4 separate regions of the Mus musculus genome follow, and all the other regions are linked to region 3. Evidence: chromatin contacts called from public promoter capture Hi-C data. All regions are on one chromosome and are shown on one strand. The core of a region is the stretch at or near the end of the contact, and the rest is flanking DNA. Distances in the headings are between cores, read along the strand shown.

The links. Promoter capture Hi-C pulls out the DNA fragments that hold promoters and counts their contacts.
Region 1: a promoter capture Hi-C map of pre-B cells shows a contact between it and region 3, with 4 times the contacts expected there. The contact joins the promoter of Mxi1 here to the promoter of Vti1a in region 3. A contact is called at or near these places in 3 of 39 promoter capture datasets (cranial neural crest, embryonic stem cells and pre-B cells), 1 of 15 datasets of contacts at CTCF or cohesin (the NIH/3T3 cell line), 1 of 115 datasets of contacts at active chromatin or transcription factors (astrocytes) and 1 of 9 other capture datasets (adipose tissue).
Region 2: a contact with region 3 is called in a promoter capture Hi-C map of pre-B cells, with 5 times the contacts expected there. The contact joins the promoter of Xpnpep1 here to the promoter of Vti1a in region 3. A contact is called at or near these places in 1 of 39 promoter capture datasets (pre-B cells), 1 of 115 datasets of contacts at active chromatin or transcription factors (epiblast stem cells) and 2 of 9 other capture datasets (adipose tissue and liver).
Region 4: a promoter capture Hi-C map of pre-B cells shows a contact between it and region 3, with 3 times the contacts expected there. The contact joins the promoter of Add3 here to the promoter of Vti1a in region 3. A contact is called at or near these places in 1 of 39 promoter capture datasets (pre-B cells) and 2 of 9 other capture datasets (adipose tissue and liver).

What each region holds. Positions count from the first base shown.
Region 1 is chr19:53,309,250-53,312,064 of GRCm38.p6, reverse strand. It overlaps Mxi1 (MAX interactor 1, dimerization protein), which reads right to left and starts at 1,559. Exons shown (of 6, transcript NM_001008542.3): 1 at 1,092-1,559. The coding sequence starts at 1,365. The region is part of intron 2 of Gm30541 (a long non-coding RNA gene); the gene reads left to right.
Region 2 is chr19:53,037,250-53,040,350 of GRCm38.p6, reverse strand. Xpnpep1 (X-prolyl aminopeptidase (aminopeptidase P) 1, soluble) reads left to right here and starts at 1,781. Exons shown (of 20, transcript NM_001374834.1): 1 at 1,781-1,837.
Region 3 is chr19:55,314,705-55,317,630 of GRCm38.p6, reverse strand. Vti1a (vesicle transport through interaction with t-SNAREs 1A) reads right to left here and starts at 1,574. Exons shown (of 8, transcript NM_016862.4): 1 at 1,087-1,574. The coding sequence starts at 1,180. Zdhhc6 (zinc finger, DHHC domain containing 6) reads left to right here and starts at 1,595. Exons shown (of 11, transcript NM_025883.4): 1 at 1,595-1,835; 2 at 2,859-2,926.
Region 4 is chr19:53,141,452-53,144,236 of GRCm38.p6, reverse strand. Add3 (adducin 3 (gamma)) reads right to left here and starts at 1,481. Exons shown (of 15, transcript NM_001277100.1): 1 at 1,148-1,481.

The sequences.
Region 1 (2,815 bases), core at 310-2,809, 2.0 Mb after region 3:
CCGGGTGGGGTTCCTAGCATCGGTCTCCACCTGGGGGGGAGTGCGGGGGGGGTGGGGGTGGACGGAACCCTGTAAGGCGTTTGCCTTGCTCGTCCTGTGCGTCTCTGAAAATAAAGAAAATGGACACAACCGCCCACACCTTTTCCCCCAACTATTGTTTCTGCGGAATCCTAAAGTTTGCTTTTAGCCACGTCCCCCTCGCCAAGTCCCCCCCTCCCTACCCCAGCGCGCGCAGGACCGCAGGTCCAGGGAGGGCTGCCGGCGCTGCCTGGTTCCTCTGGCCTGTTTCTTTGAGGGGACCAGAGGCCGTGGCATCCCAGAGGCAAGGAGGCACAGGGGAACTGTGTCTGTGGACACGATGGCCTGAGCCTAGTCCTGCTGTGGAAGGAAGGAGAAACGAAGTAGGCAGGAAGAAGAGCCGGAGTCCACGGCGCGGAGAGCTGTTCGGTGGTGGCGGTTGTTATTGTTGTAATGTGTGTCTGTGTTTTCTTTCTGGAAGCCCTGAGCTCTGCAAACGGTTTCCAACTTTCAGCTTCTCATCCCCACCCAACCCTGGAACGAGCGACAAAAACAGAAACAAAACAAAACAAAAAAATAAAAACAAAACAAAACAAAAAAAAAAAAACCAAAACCATAAGCCAAACCAAAACACTTGTCTGCCGGAGTAGGCTCCGGAAAGAAAAAGGAGGAAAAAAAAAAAAAAAAGGGAAGAAAGGCGACCTCGGAGAGACGAGCTCGCAGCCTCTCAGCCCAGTTGTCAGCAAACAACAACACTCCCCCACTCCTCGGCCAGGCCGTCCTCCGGGCCTGCTGGAGACCGACAGACCAAGGCACCGACAGGCTCCCTCTCCCCTTCGCTGTCTTTGTTACATCTTTAGCAGCTTTGTGCGTGCGTGCGTGTCCTTTCTCCGGTGTCATCGGCTTTACTGCCGAGGGTACGTGTGTGTGTGTGTGTGTGTGTGTGTGTGTGTGTGTGTGTGTGTGTTTGTTGCGGGGGGGCGGCGGCGAACCGAGTAAGCGACAGGGGTCGCACAAGGGGGTGAGAAAGAAAGAGCTGGACGCAGGCGAGCAGTCGGGGCCCCCAAACTTACTTTTGTTTTCTTTCTCGATCTGCTCCAGGTAGCTGGCTGCCTCGAGCAGAATCTGCACGTTCTGCAGAAAAGTGTTGATGTGCTTCTCCATCGAGTTCTCGCTGGTGTTGAAAATGTCCGAGAAGGGGCACCGGGGCTTGGCCCCCGCCGGCTCCTCCGGCTGCGCCGGGGGCTGGGGCGCGGCCGCGGCCGGGGGCATGGCCGGGGGCGCGACGGGGACCAGCCCCGCGCCCTCGCAGCGCGCCTCCTTGCGCGGCCGCCCGCGTTTGCCCATGGAGGCACGGGGGTCCGCGGAGCTGCTCCTTGTCCGGGGCTGCGCGGCCGGCCGAGCTGCAGGGCCTCTGGGAGACCCGGCCTGCTGGAGTCACCGAGGCACCGGGGCAAGGAGCCGGCCTGACTGACTTCCCGAGCCTCGCTGCGTGCGGTTGTGAGTGTGAGTGTGTGTCGCTCTCGCTGTGTGGGTCTGTGTGTATGGGAGATTGAATGAACCTACAGGACGGACGGAGGCGCTGTGGCGCCTGGGTCCTAGTGCGAGCCCGATGCCATCTGACCGGTCAAAATAAATGGTGGCGGCTAGGGAGGCAGGGCCCGCCCCCTGCCTATCCAGCACCCTTCCCCGCCTCTCCGCAAATCCTAGCTGCGTAGACAGCACTGTGCTTTAATAAGAATGGGAAAAAAAAAAAAAAAAACCCTCGGATGTCTCTAGGTGGACCTGGATAAAAACAATTTTTCTTTACAGAAAAATAAATTCAGCACAATGCCTGGCACATAGGAGGTCCCCAATAAATGATAGCTGCTAGGCATTTTTTAAAAAAATAAAAAAGACCTTATTTCAAAATCAAACAATAAAAGCCCAATTCTGACGGGAAGAATAGAAACATCACATGTAACTAGAAACTCCTCCCAACACAAACATTTTACACATGACCCCTCACACGCTCGAACACACACACACACACACACACACACACACCTGTGTGTACCTTCACACAAGCAGAGGAAGTCTCCAGGCTACCCTGTCCGGGTTCAGATTTACCGACTCCTTTGCAACCCTTCAAATGCAAAGTTATTTTCCAGGAAGCGGGAGGAGATGTGAGCATCTCTCCACACTCACTCAGTCCAGCTGTGCAAAGCTCACAGCAGGGCGTCACTACAACTGCCTGCCCTTTCACTTGACAGAGTGCCCCCTAGATAGAAGTGGCAACCTAGGAACCTCTTCTTCCCTCCTTCCCTCACTCCCCACTCCCACACCTGGAGTCTTTATCCCCTACTCCCTCCAACAGTTTCACTGCTGCCACTGGGAGCCACCAGGCCTGCCTGACCAGAGTGTGGGAGACACCTGGATAGCCTGGTAAAGAAGGCTTGGAGTTCTCGGCCTACTCAAGCAGACTGAACAAATCAAATCCTCTAACCCTTCCTGGTCAAAATTTGCACATCCCTGAAACCTCTGAGAAGATGCTTTCGTGAACTAAGTCAAAACTACACCTAGAACATCTTGGGCACATACTAAGAATTTTTGTTTTGTTTTGTTCCTGAAGATCAAAGCTTTGTGCCTGCTGGGCAAGTGTTCTCACACTGGGCTACAATGGCAGCCCCTCTGTGAGAACTTTCTCAGTTGGAACCTAGGTCCCCTTTGCTGCTGTAACTTGAATCTAAGTCAGAATGAATGAGGTAAACAAGACTTTTCTGCACTTCACTGGAAAACAGTTCTAAAAGGAATCTAC
Region 2 (3,101 bases), core at 532-3,031, 2.3 Mb after region 3:
TACTCGGACTTCACCAAGGTCGACGTGGGATGGGACACAGCTTGGTTTTTAAAATAGGTGCTCACCTTCATTTAGTGCCAGGTGTTGTCCTAAGCACTAGGGACATAACAATGAACAAGAGAGCCACTGTGCCGGAGAAGTGTGCAATCTGGGGACATTTATTTCAGCAGCAAACACGTGAGGATGACTGTCAGCTTCTGCCCATTAAAAAAAAAGATTTTATTATATATATATATATATATATATATATATATATATATATATATATATACACACTGTAGCTATCTTCAGACACACCAGATGAGGGCATCAGATTTCATTACAGATGGTTGTGAGCCATCATGTGGTTGCTGGGATTTGAACTCATGACCTCTGGAAGAGCGGTCAGTGCTCTTAACCGCTGAGCCATCTCTCTAGCCCTCCTGCCCATTTTTAAGCAACAGAAACAACTCTTGCTCTGATGGCTATAGTATGTGTGCAGGGTAGAGAGACTATCCTCAGAAGATGAACTCCGGTGAACAACAGTAGAAGCTGTGGGAAAGGGGCCCGGATGGGTCCAAGCGGTTTACAGCTTTAAGCAGGTTTCATCGAGGAGGTGACACTTGACGGGACTGTGAGTGTCAAAGATAGGGAAGGCCAGCTTAGGTGGAGTGAGGTGACCTGTGAGCTGTGATTAAGAAGAGTCACTCCAAATGAAATGGGGACTGCTTAGTTTCTTTTCCCGTCGTTGTGATAAAACATTCTGGCGAAAGGAATTTGAGGGGTAAAGGACTTCTTCGGCTTCCAGTTTCCGTTCATCTAGTCAGGGAGCCAGGCCTTACATCGGTAGTCAAGAGGCGAGAGTAATATATTCATGCTCGTCTTCAGCTCATTTCCATTGATTTTATACAGTCTAGAATCCTCTACCTAGGGAGTGGTTCTGCCCGTCTTAAATAACACAAGACAACCCTCCAGCCAGGCCCAGGGGCTTTTTCTCCCAGGCGATTCTAGAATGGTCAAGTGGACACCTCAGGGTAGGTTCGGTCTGGCTTCTATGCAGGCGTCACACAGGTGAGGTGGAAGTGATGCACCCCAGATAGGTGACGTGATGGAAGTGGGTGGGGCTACGGATCTACTTTGAAGCCAGGACCAAGCGGATCTTGGGCAGATGGGGCATGGACCGGGGAATAAGGCAGATATTACGTCAAGATTTTTGCCCTTAAAACATGGAATAGCCACCGACTGAGATGAAAAAGCCCTACGTGAAGAATGTTTTTGTTTGTACATAGGGTTAGGAGCTAGGTTTGGACGCTTTAACGCCCGATCGTTAGCCCAAGTGAGCAGTAAGTTTTGAAGCTGTTGGGAATAATCATTTGGAAGACATCTCTAAGGTCTCAGCAAGTTATATCCTGATCCAGTCAGTGTCTCCAGGACCCTAAAATAGGTTCTTGCAGAGCTGGCCACGACTCTCTCGTCTTAGCTGACCTAAAAGCTGGAACAAACCGGAGAAGCATGCAGCTTCCTTAGCTGGCAAAACGCCTGTCCTTCCTCTTAAATGGAGAGGAAGATCAGTGACGACTGACCGGCGCCTCTCCCAATTGGTTGCACAGAACACCACACCCTCTCCAAGCAACAGCCCAAAGGTTTTGGAATTCTGACACTCGGCCACGCCCACTCCGGTGAACGGGCGGGGTTTACAGCGGGGCGGAGCCTCTGCGTGAGCACGCCACAGAGGGGAGGAGTGGCCTGCCCGGTGCGCGCGCCTGGCCGTGGGTGATCAGCTGGTCTGCGCTCCCCTGACGTGGGCTGGGGCACGTCACCGCCGAATGGCAGCCTCCAGAAAGCCGCCGCGAGTAAGGTGAGGGGACTGTGCCGGCTGACCGGCATCCGGCGCCCGGCGCGCGAGCTGCACCCCCGGGAGGGTAGGGACGAGAGGGCGAGCAGCGACGGGCCCGCGGCCGTCCGGGGATGGCCTTGGCTAGCGGGGGTTGCCCCAGCGGGAACCGGGGAACGATCTGTGCAGCCCGGCAGGACTCAGCTCGCTTCCGGCGGGGCCCCCGGGCACCTCCGGGCGGCCGGAGCCGGTCCAGGGACCAGTGTGACCGAGGAACTGCCTCGCTGGTCCCGGGAAAGCGGTGATCCTTACCACCCCCGACCCTGAGGGGAGGCCCTGCTGTTGCAGGAAGTTGGTCCCTCTTGGATCCACCCCGGGTACCCAGAAGTGATTGTGCCCCTGCCCTTTTCCTTCCTCCACGGCGGCGATCTAAAGTTACAACCCTGATCATTCTGATGACTGCATTTTACCTCTTGATTCAAACTCCCAACAGAGACAGGCAGCCGTTGTGCCCTCCCCACCCAAATGGTCTCAGGGGCTGTATCAGGAAACAGATAGGCATAGCCTTCCGGAAAATCCTCCTGGAGCCTGCTCTGGGTTCTTCTTGGACACAGGAAGTGAGAAGACACTTCCCAGACTCATGTTGAACATGCTTTAGTGTATCCCTTCTGCACCCGAACCAGGCACACTTGGTTATTTAAAGTGGGAGATGCTAAGAACATAAAACCAGAATTAAAACTCTGAGGGGATGCACAGGGGCGTACCCATCCTCTCAGACCAGTTGAGTCTTGAAAGAACACATGAGGCACCGCAGCCCGACTTGTGAAATTCCGACCATATTATGCCTGTTTCTGTGAGTGGACAGATCTCAAGCCTACCTTGACCCAGACCTGGTCTTGTCACAGCGTGTTAAGTGTGACCAAGAAGTTTATATATGCACGATGGTGGGTGGTGTGGGTAATTGTCCATGTGGTTAGACCTTCCTGGACGTCTTCTGCTGGAAATAAAGTCAGGCAATTGGATAATGATGTAATGTCAAAGGTTCGGAGGCAGCTTGAGGACCACACCACAGTCGTTGCTGGATCCTGGATCCGTAGTCACAGTATTGGGGGTGGTCAGTGAACGTCAGATGGTAGGCTGAGAGGGAGGGTGCCTTCCGGAAGTGGTAGAATTTCAGTGCCATCCAGTGTACAGATGAGGACCCCTTTCAGTTTAGAAGGTCAAACTGAACTCCTTGAAGGAGGCAAATGGAGGCTGGTGGCTGTTAGTGAAGCCAAAGATAGTCGAA
Region 3 (2,926 bases), core at 325-2,824:
AGAATCATCTCTTCTACACAGTATGCTCCAGAGCTGGAGTAGAGGCAAGTTCAGCAGCCCAGTGATCATTCAATTTCCCTAACGAAACTGAGCCAATAAATAAATAAAACTCACAATTTGTCTGTTACTAACTACTCAAATTAAATCTGTACTTAAAGAAAAAATCCTAAAACACTATCTTATAAGTCACAAAGTATTATATAACAATCCCTTGCTTATTCACAAAAAAAAAAAAAAAAAATCTGAGCCCTTAGAAAAGAAATGTCAAGAAAATCAGACAAGGCTCCCACCTTCCCACTGTTGACAACCTAGCATGCAGGGTAATACCTGGAGGATGCTGAATTGTAAAAGTGAGCAAAGTTGTCCTGTACGAAGTTTCATATAAAACTGGGTTATAGATACCCAAGAAAGATGAGAATCACAGAATCAGGGCAGAGGTCTGAAAAATAGGAATCCTAACAAGAGCTAAGACACAGGGCTTCACAGCTGCGTATCAGTTAATCTTCACAACCGCCCTGAGAGAGGTACGAGTCTCTCGAACCAAGAAGGAAGTTTTGAAGGATAACGAAAACTTGCCTAGGAGACAACTTCTAAGTGGCAAGGGTTAGACTTGAATTCAGGCATCCTAGCTCGTCATTCTAGTGTGCCACGAATAAGGATAACAGAATTATTGACTAAAACGACAACGCTGCTGCTGCATTTACAGATCCACAATCTTGATACTTTCACACAGTTCCTTTGAATACTCATATTTTACAAAAGATAAAAAAAGATAGAAAAAAAAAAAGAAAAGGAAAAAAGAAGAAATCAAGATGCAGAGCAATGTTTCCAAGGCTATACAAGCTTTTAAAAAGCGGTGGGGTAGGAAACAGGCGCCACCCCCCCAAAATGGTTTCCACGCAGAAGGTGCTTTGCATTTGAAGCACATTTAATGCCAATCACAACCTACTACCCAGAACGCACCCCTCCCCGGGCCGCCAGCACCACCCACAGCAGCCTCGCGCCAGCGAGCCCCGCGTGCCCAGGCGGCGTTCCGCGGCCCCCGGCTCTCCAGGCCGCCCCCGCCCGGCCGGGCAGGGTACTCACCGGGAGGGAGCCGAGGGACCCTTGCAATCTTGCTGGTGATCTCAGCAGTGAGCACTGCGAAGTCCTGCTCGTACCCTTCGAAGTCGGAAGACATGGCAGCTCGGGCACGGCCGGCCGGAGCCGGGTTCTAGCGCTCAGAGCGGGACTCGCCAAGGGCGCCCGGCCTCGGCGCAGGGACCCTGTGAAGAAGTCTCCACAGCACAGCGGGAACCGGGAACAACTCCCAGCCCTGCCGCTTCCTGGTTGCTCTACGCAGTCCTTGTCCTCCGGAAACTGCGCTGCCTGCGCCTTTTCCTTTCCACCCAAATCTTCGAACGTAAAACTAAAGAAAAAGTTCACTTTCGGTGACCCCTAAAAAAAAAAAAAGACTACGAAAGCCCACATGCTCTCGGGTATCACAGAATACACGTCCCCCACACTGCAGCTCCAGAGAAACGGCTGGAGCGCCCCCAAACTCTAAGTTGCAGGCGCGGGCTTTCCGAGGGAAGATTGACGCCGCGCACCGACCGGAAGTGGCTGTGGCGGAGCTTGCGCCGAGGACCCGAGCGGGAGGCTCACGGCGGCCGCGTGAACCAGAGACGCGCGGGTCCGAGTTCCCCGCGCAGGTCTCGCCGTCAGGGTTCGCATTCGGCTTGCTCAGACTGAAGCGCTCATGACAGAGCTATAAGGAGGAGAAAATCTGTTCCGCTGAGCCCGGGCCGTCCCGGAAATGCGATGGCTGTGGAGCGGGCACCGGAGACCAGACTGAGGTGGGAGTCACCGCAGGGGGTGCAACCCGCTTACGAGGCGGTCTTCGCCTCGACCTAGTCGACCCAGCATCTCCAAAATATCGAGCCCAGACCTCGCTTAATAAGACGTTTGTCCTGTGAGTGAAGATCCCAGAGCATCCCGCACCACTACATGGGCGGGAAACTGAGGCAGGCACCGACCGGGCTGGCGCATCTGCTCCGTGGGAATCCGTTACGCATACGTCATACCCATGTGTCATAGGTCTTTTCCCGGCTCATTTCACTCCATTCAGAACTCAGGTCTACAACTATTCCCCGTGCGTGCCTTCTTCCCTTCTCCCTCGGCCCCGGAGGGAATTATCCCCCCCCCCCCGCCCGCTTAAATCCACTCTGTGCTCGTTCTCGTGCACTGCTTCAGTTGTGATTTTTCGCGCACACACATGCGGCCTTCTCGTTTTAATCTCACCCTTCTTCCTGTACCTTTAACCCCGATCGATTGCTAATGTTGGCGCTTGGGAGAACAAGTGCCCAGTTATTAATACACAAAGTATTATATGCGTAGAGCATGTCACAGTTAATTCACAACTCGTTGGGAGGCAGTTTAGAACGTCCTAAAAAAGAAGTTTGGTGCTTCTATTCTGGACTTAGCTGTTACTTGTGACCTTGGTCGGTCGATATAATCACAGTCTCTCTAAGCCAGTTTCTGTTCTAGGAAGAATTAGATACGTGATAATTAGATAAGACCCTGCTTCTCAGCTCCCTAAGTCTTTGTTCTCTCTAACGATCCACTAAGCTAGGAGTAGTCGATCCTTTCTGGCACTTTGAACAGAAGAGGAAAACTGTTTAATATGTCCGGTTTTCGTGCACTTCAAGCTCGGACTGTATTCTGGATAGGTCCAAAGTAATTATTTTTGTTCTCGATAAGAGGTGAACTCCACACTAGTGTGCTTTCGAGGTGCTGAGTCAAGTGCTCCTTGGAGTTAAATATTAAATAAATGGCATATGGACTTTCTAAACGGAGTTTTCCCATCTTGTTTTCTTTAGGCTGTGTTTCAAATCAACCTATATTCTCCTGTGAGATACAGAGTTCTGGAGGCCACAACTGAAAATGA
Region 4 (2,785 bases), core at 232-2,731, 2.2 Mb after region 3:
AGTCAGCCTTGTACCTTAAATACACAGGTCATTCTACTGGTCAAGTAACTTCATTTTAAAAGGACATATTACACTGTACTCTTACTAGAAGTCTGCCAAAACCCAAATCAGTACATGTTCAGCACACTGAGGATGGAGTCCATTCTAAGAAAGGCAATCATTTCATACTGCTAACTCTAAAATTTCTATAATTTTATAAATCACTGTAAAGAACTCACACATGTTTATGTAGCTCATCCCAAGCCCCAGAGTCTTATCAATTCCTTCCTGAGCCTGGCTCCTAATCCTCACTCAAAGCCTCTTGGCTGAGCTAAATCCCACACCACTCTAGCAAAGTCAATTCCAAGAGCACATGTGCCAAGGATATTTAGTGGTTTTCCTTACACTCCCACTTTAAACGGGCATCTACTTGCAATTAAATCTCTGCAACAAAAAAAGTTCACCTGAGGCCATTCTTGTCATTTTAATAGAGGCCTGGTTTAATAGTGGCCTTGCCTCAGCTATTACATACCTCCAAAGAGGTTGGAAGTGCCCCAAACACCAGCAAACCAAATCTGCTGCCAACTGGGCTGTCACCCCGCAAGGAAGAATAAAGTATCAGGAATGCTTGAAAGGTTATAGTGTGTGTGTGTGTGTGTGTGTGTGTGTGTGTGTGTGTGCGCGCGCGCGCGCGTGCTCGTGCGCACTTTTAGTGTGTGTGTGCTGGGGAGGGTCACACTGATTAGATAAAGTGGTTGAACAATTTCAACTTGTGACTGAAGTTTCTTAAGCCACGAGGGGGTAAAAAAAAAAGAAGAAGAAAAAAGAAAACAACAAATCAACACGGTCTTCTTCCACCTTCTCCAAGCGCGGGAACCTCCCACCGTCCCCGCGAGCACCTTCGGGGTCAGCAAGGCTCCCCGCAGAACAGGATTTTGCAATCCCACGCCCTCGCTGGGGGAAGCCGGGGACGCCCGGGTGAGTCCCGGCCCACTCTGCGGCGCCGCACCCCGACTCCTCGCCCCCAGGTCTGCACTCCTCGGCCCCGTGGGGCTCGCGTTCCCGCCCCGAGCACGGTTCACCTGAGGCCGCGCGGCCAGCCAGTCCGAAGCCCCCTCGGCGTGGGAAGCGCGGCGGGACCCCGGGCCCTCCGCTCCCGCAGGATTACCTCGCAGCGCAGCCGGCTTTGTGCCCACTCCTTCGCCACCGCCGGGCTGCAGCGGCCGCCCGGTCCGCCGCAGCCGCCTCTTAACGTCGCTCGCTCGGTTCCCGAGGAGAGGGCCGGGAAGGGAGGGGGCGTGGAGACGCAGGACCTGGACGCCGAGCCCTCGGCAGCGGGAAGTGGCGACACCTGGTCGCCGACGCGTCTAGCTCTCGCTGCTTCAAAACATCATTTAAAGCCCTTTCCTCTCCCTCCAGCCCCTCGCCCGCACGACCGTTACCGGCGGGCGCCTCGCGCTCTGGCGGGACCAGCCGAACTCCCCACGAACGCCCTCTGGCCCGCCCCTTGGGCTCCGCCTCCACAGGGTCCAGGACTCCGCCCCCTACAGGCTTAGTCTCGCTTAGCACCCCGAAGGCCCCGCCCCACAGGCCTGAACGCCTTGGCCCCGCCTACCACAGGCCACGCCTCAGGGCTCTTGATTCCGCCCTCTACAGGCTTGACCCTTCTAGTACCCCAGCTTCAAGGCCCCGCCCCATGGCCCGAGAGCTCTAGCCCCGCCTCTTATAGGCCACGCCCCAGCAGCCTTCACTCCGCCCAGTACGGGCTGGGCCCTCGTAGCTCAAAAGCGTGCCCCTGGTTCCGCCCTTCGCCAGCCCAGCGTTTTTGCTCCGCTCCTAATAGGCCACGCCCCCAACAGGCTCTCGCAGGTCCAGGCCCCGCCTCTGCTGCCCCTTGAGATCTCTGGCCCCGCCCCTCGAGGCCCCCCTTCGAGCTGCAAGCTCCGTATCCGTGCAGCTGCGGCAGTGGGGGCCTACGTGCTCCGCAGGCGGAGGGCCTGTTGCAGGGCGCCTGCCTGGCGCCTCTGCAAGGTCTTCCTCCCTCAGTGCAGCTCCGATCCGCTGCCGGAGAAGGAAACGACCCCGAGAGAAACCCGATTGAGAGTGGGAGGGTGACGCCACGGAAACATCTACCTCCCCAGTCCTAACGTGCTTCCCCCACCCAGTGAATCTCAGCTGAGCCGTAGCTTTCAGATTGAGCTTCTGTGGCCCACTGAGGCCGCTGGGTTTTTGGGGGGAGAGGCCACAATAGTTGGACTTCAGCTCGGCTCCCACAGGAGGGGGCCTCGATTTTCTCTTCAGCATATTTGCGTTTGGGGGAGCCTCCCGCCTTCACTCACTCCCACAGAGGGACGGGGCAAGGGCCTTTATATTCATTTGGACCAGCCCAAACTCTGCACTCCTACTTTGGCTAATTGCCTCTTAAACCTTCTGAGAGCTGACCTCTTGGGAGATGAAAAGTCTAGGCTCCGCCAGCAGCCTTCAAAATCTGTCTAAAGCCAGGCAAACTTTGCAACACTCATTTGCAGAGTCGGGGATCCCTCCACAGGTGACACTGGGCTGCCCACCCCCGCCTCCCAGACGGGTTTCTCACCCCAACCTATTCTCGAAATAGACCTCCAGGCACACGCTCGCTGCTCTCCTCTGCCACCCACGACTTGCACACCACTCCGGCACACATGCCCTCTCCACTGCACGAATTCACCCTCAAGCACACTCCTCCCAACACCATTCTAGTGATTCATGGTCCCTGGGGTTAACCCCACCCTAACACACACAGCAAACTTCATTTCCCCACCCTTATCTC